Regions from separate parts of the Macaca mulatta genome. Here region 1 is linked to region 2. A link is a contact called in public Hi-C data. All regions are on one chromosome and are shown on one strand. The core of a region is the stretch at or near the end of the contact, and the rest is flanking DNA. Distances in the headings are between cores, read along the strand shown.

The links. A called contact is a pair of places that touch in the nucleus more often than the background predicts.
Region 1: a contact with region 2 is called in a Hi-C map of fetal cortex germinal zone, with 3 times the contacts expected there. The contact joins two enhancer-like sites. A contact is called at or near these places in 2 of 14 Hi-C or Micro-C datasets (fetal cortex germinal zone and fetal cortical plate).

Annotation. Positions count from the first base shown.
Region 1 is chr3:31,181,355-31,184,228 of T2T-MMU8v2.0, reverse strand. All of the region lies in intron 4 of LOC114676844, which reads left to right. Among named protein-coding and RNA genes, the nearest start is that of MIR99A, 3.9 kb to the right of the region's middle. Within about 2 kb of position 1,503, at least 19 of the 40 cell types and tissues checked have an H3K27ac peak or open chromatin away from gene starts, as enhancers often do. A contact at or near this core is called in fetal cortex germinal zone and fetal cortical plate, where this site is marked.
Region 2 is chr3:30,466,078-30,469,009 of T2T-MMU8v2.0, reverse strand. No RefSeq gene overlaps it. Among named protein-coding and RNA genes, the nearest start is that of TRNAG-GCC, 180 kb to the right of the region's middle. Within about 2 kb of position 1,534, at least 8 of the 40 cell types and tissues checked have an H3K27ac peak or open chromatin away from gene starts, as enhancers often do. A contact at or near this core is called in fetal cortex germinal zone and fetal cortical plate, where this site is marked.

The sequences.
Region 1 (2,874 bases), core at 254-2,753, 720 kb before region 2:
AGGCATCTTTCATGCCACACGGGCAAACTGTAGCCAGCGAAGAAACAGAAAGAGCCCTTCTCACAAATGTCAATCTCAAAAAACTTGCACAGCAGCTGTGCTAGGTACTGATGAGGATTACTACAGACCCAGTTGCAGGGTTTTATGTGACTAAAGAGACAACTGGCTTTCTCAGGGGAGCACTTTGTTGGAGATTGCAGCTTAGTGCATCCCCACTGTTGCTAGAAGACGTTGTGACCATGTAGTACAGAATCGGTGCCAGATAAAATCAGAAAGTAGCAAAAAGCAAGAAGAAAAACTCAGAGTTTTTTTAAATCTTAAAGTGAGAGACGAAAACAAATGTTCTGGGCTTGTTTCATTCACTTGTAAGGAAAAGGAGACAGATGAAGGGATGCCTTTAACTCAGAAAACTTGAAGGGCTTTCAGTCTTTTCATTTGAGAACCATTTGGGTGTGTTGAGAAAAAAAGTTGCAGAGTAGGCATGTTCAGACCTTTATTTGCTACATTTGGTAGGAAAGATTTTTTTTCCCCCCTCTTAACTACAAGAAGCCAGAGTTTTCTGTGCAAACGAAACAGGCGTTGCAAGAATCAGATTCACTTTGGACGACTCTTCACATTCCAAGTCATCATTGCGTTAGGCAGCACAATTCCATCTCTGGTTGATGGGCAGAAAAAGTGGGCAGCTTGCCAGGTAGACGTTTCCATGACTCCCAGCCCCCAAAGGTGATGCGTTTTTCAGCTAATTCAATGAAGAGTGGGCTGAACTTTGGGTCTAAACGAGACAATAGCTGCCTTCGCAGTATCAGCAGAATGGTTGATGGGAATGCACTCTACATTTGGCAGAGAATCATGTGACCTTACGACTGAGATTTTGTGATGGTGCCAACGGAGACTTGGAAAGCAGCAACCGTCCTGACTTTTTTCTTCTTTTCTAACATGGCTCAGAAAATGGTGGATCTTAATACTTGACTTTAGCCAGACTCAGCAAGCGACTGAGCTTTGAAGCACAACTTCGCCTTTATTCTGGGTTTTTGGCAGGCCACCAGGAGGCTGTCCCTTTCACGCCTGATAAATTCTGCTGCTTATCTCTAAATAGAAAAAAAAGAAAAGAAAATAATAATAGAATATTGAGGCATAACAAGTGAATTCCAAAATTGTATGTGCTTTTTTTTCTTTTTGCCTTTTCTGACTGCTGATTTTTATTTTTTATTTTTTATTTATTTATTATTATTATTATTATTATTTTAGGTTACTACCGTTTCTGCTTGTAGAAGAATCCAAGTAGTTGGGTCTTTTTTGGTTTTTTTTTTTTTTTTTTTTGGTTTAAAATGAACAGGCGTTTGAACTGGGCAAACAGGACGACAGCACCAGTGAGCATGAGATCATTGCATTGCAGCAGTGTAGCAAGCTGGCACCCTGCCTTTGCACCCCTTTGGTTCAGGAGACAAACGTGTGCGATCCTCATTTCTAAAGTCAGCACAGCCTGGAAGGATTCCTGGTCTCTCCCACCTTCTACCATTCTGCTGCCAGTGACGGCAAGGATTGGTGTAGCTTCTGCGCAGTGCTTTGTGCCTGGAATACCGAGAAGGAAGAAAAAGAAGACAAGCACCCTGGTCCTTTTCTAAGAAATTACAGGCGCCCTTGAAGAAAAAATCTGAGTGTGTCCTACTACATGCAAGAGTGCTGAAAAAAAAAAAAAAAAAAAAAAAAAAAAAGAGACGTTCCTGCTCAAAAACAAAAACAAAAGCAAACAAACAAAAATCCAAACCAAAACAAACCAAAAAAAAGCAAACATTGGCTGTATAACTACAGAGACATCGGGCTTTGTAAAGCAGCTTTTTAAGGCAACAGAGCCAAATGAGCCTTCTTTATTTTTATTATTTCAAACAATATGGCATAATTAGCAATATATTGCACTTGGTGAAATCGCACCTTTCATATCAGGTATAACTTTTTTTGTTGTTTTTTCTTTTAAAGGCTACTGTTATATAAAAGGGGATCCTTGAACTTTCAATTTACTCTGATGTAACTCATAGCCCACTTTACTCTTATTAACTTTTTCCTTTTCCTCTCTTGCTCTAATTTTGATTAGAATAGAAACTTAAGTAAAGATGGAAAAATCTCTATGAAAAAGACAATACATGTTTTTATGTGCGGTATACACAGAAGTTTTGGAAAGGCATTAATATATCTGTGCTTTTTGGGTCCGGTATTAGTTTTTGCTATCTAAGAAAAGTGAATGTTTAGACCTAGTGGGTAAAAAAAAGTAAATCTTTAATGTGACTTATAATTTGAAATGTGAAAGAAGAAACTTTTTAAACTAGTAGAAAAGGGTTATATTAGAATATGCACTAAATTACTGATAAATCAGATTACTTTTGGGGAAGTTATATTCAAATTATTTACAGAGATTTCAGTAGAACAAAAATAGGAATGAAAAGAGCATGTTCTCATTTGCTAGGTAGAAAACAAGCTTCTTTCATAATAATAAGCTCTTTTAAAATACATTTTAAAAGAAGTACTTGTCCTAGAGCAGTTGCAAAACGCATTGGAAATATCAAGTATATGAGTAAAAAAAGTACATACAAACTTGTTTTAAGTTCAGAGCAATGTATTGGCTCAGCAGATAACTGCATTGCATTGTAATTATTTTGTCTGTTTCTAGAAGTAAATTGCTAAGCAATTTAAGCATTTTATTAAAAAAACAGTTTTGCCTGGTTCAGTGTGAAAGGATTAGCAGATGCCTTCCAGCTATTTTAGTTTTGATAAAAAATGTTTCTAAACAAGTGTAAAAATAATTTTTAAAAGAGAATGCTTTTGAAAAATTTAGCATATACCAATGAAAACTATAATTTGCATACTAATAATTGATGT
Region 2 (2,932 bases), core at 285-2,784:
AACAACATATCTCAGTAAAAGTACAGATGTCATTTAACATTTGTCAACTCACTGATTTAATAACCACATGAAAAGGCAATAGAATTATAAAACATGTCATTTTTCCAATACTCTAATGAAATTTTTCATGTATATGAAAATTCACTTACTTGATTATGCATTTTAATTACTATTATTTTGAAAATATATCAAAACAAAAGGAGTTGTATCATAGCCAAAAAGATTTTTTAAATGTAAAATTTGGTCTAAGTAAGATAATGTTTTATAATAACATAAACTATGAAACTACAACTACATATACGAAAACATATTGATTTTGGTAAAAACTTTTCAGATTAATCCAAAAAATTTTTCATTTCTAAAACAATCTATACCTAGTTACTTATCAACTAATTTCCAGTTGTTCAACTGACTATGAACTACTTTTTGTTTACAAAAATAAATTATGGTAACAATTTAAGTACTGTCATATTTGAGGCTTTTAAGGTTAATGTAAATTTAGTGCTGACATTTTAAAAATTACTATTAAGATGGCCATTGATTACAATGATTAGTGAATATAATCAAAATCATGAAACCAAATTATTTAAGTCAACAAGCCGCTGAAGTAATCATATTCATTTAGAGGTGAGAAAGTGCAAGTTGTCTTTTTAACTGAAACCACAGTAAAATCAAGAAAAAAAGAAACTCCCATTCACATTCTAAGTAAAATTATGTAACCAAAAAAAGCTATTTGCATATATAAAAATGCATTCAAACTAAGGTGGATGTGTGCATAGAAATCCCTATGAAGAACCCAGATTTTGTTTATGGGAAAAGTTGGCACATACTCCTGGCAAATCTTCCAGAGTCTATCATTAAATTACCAGCTATTGAGAAGGCTTTTAGCAAGATAGCTAAATTTCTAGTTGATAACTTTAAGACTTGTTTAAAAAAATAATTCCAGTACTGCAAATAAAAAGAATTAATTTTTCTTTCTACAGACTAAAAGGTTTTGTTATACTTCCAAATCTGTGCCACCTTCTGCCTGACACACTATTTAGAGCTGCTCTTTTGTGTTAGTTGTTTTTCAAACTTCACTGGATGATCTCGGAACCTCTAGGGATTTAAATCATCACGAACAAATGACAGAGTCAGACTGATGTACTATTAAAACAAAAGATAACTTACATTTGTAACACTAGTTATAAATAATAATAGGACATTAGAGAGTTTTATTAGAAGAAAAATTGCCTGAAAAACTTCCTCCTATTAGGTTAACCTTCTAGAATTTCTCAAACAAACCGAATTATTTCTGCAAAATCAAAGTCAATACCTGCGTCTGTTTATAAAATCAACATTTCACAATGCAACTATTTTTTTCTTTTCATTTAACATTTTTAAATGATCTCTTGTCTTCTTTTGTGTTTTAGCTGAGTTTGTGTGCGGCACACATTGTTGCTTCAGCTTAAAAACCCCCTGTGTGGTAAGGGCTTGGGCAGCCCTGGGGAAGGCAATGAACATGGTGAAATTCAGTACAGTGTGGTAAGACAAGGAGAGCATGAATAATATTTGGAGATCTAGCACACCTTAGTGGAAACAATCATTATTACAACTGCTTTGAAGACATTTGAATTTTAAATTCCATTGTTTGTGAAATTCTATCTCGGCTAAATAGAGGGACTTTTGTTCAGGCTTTTGTTTTCTTTAGCATAATGTGTTTCTTTCCCAAACTCCCCACAGATAAGAAGATAAAATTGATCATGAATTTCTAAAAGTAGAAATCATAATTTTTTTGGGAATTAGCATAAAATTATTGTACAACCCTCCATGGGCTATCAAATTGGGAGCAATCCAATTTTCTTCGGCATCATGGTCACATACAAAGTGTCAGATCCTTCTTGTTAAATGACTATTGTGTATTTAATTTACAATAGCTTCTCAGGTCTGCTCTTAGGATGTTTGAAAGACTTTTGGTTTAAATAGGTTGTATATGTTCTGCTGTTAATGGCTGACCCTCTTTACTTCATATTACTAAAATGTAATCAAGAAAAAGAGAGTAGAAAATACATCACAAATATTCAGTCTACTCTCTGACAATTTCAAGAGCTTTCAATTTTATCTCCTGTTCCATTATCTTCAATTATAGAGTTTGGAGAGGGAAAGAATTCAAAATAAATACAGAACATTCATTCCAATACATGAAGAAAATTAGCCCTGTTCATGTACACTTTAGAATACAGATATGTTTCTAAAAATCAGAATATAGTATTTATGGAGCCATTAGTAAAACACACTTGATTATCTAAGCATCTCAACTGCGTGATGCTTGATCAAAAACTAGGTAGAAAATCATGTCTACCAACAATTAAATATTTCTGAAGAGGGGACTTCCAAAATGGTAGAATAAGAAGCTCAACAGATACTTTCCCTAAAAAATGACAGCAAAGCTGAAGAAAATGGTCAAAAACAACTATTCGAAGACTCCATAAATTGTCCAAAATCATGCAACAAATTGAGATGTATTTATTCAGGAAAAGCCTCCAGGAAGAATAGTGGGAGTCTGGGGCATTTATATCAGGAGCTGCTCCCTTCCCCCACTACCTTCCAGCTTTGTTAGCATGGTAGATCCATGAAGGTAGGACAAACTGTGAAAAATAGCAGCTTTGCTGTTGGAGGGGGGATCACTCAGTTTGAAATGGAGCATTAAACAACTCTATAGCCAGGGGCATTATTGAAAACAGTTGCAATCTCTGTGGCAAACAAATAGGGAAGGTCAACAACATAGCTCTCCTAAGCTTGAGGTCCTAGCCAGAGCAAGCAACAAAATGGCAAACTAGCTAGAAAATGAAGAAGAAGATTGGGGAATGAGACGACAGTGTTGGGACTTGATAAGTTCCTCTCTGTCTCTGGAAATTTGGAAGGCTGCACAGACGCACATATGTAGAAGAAA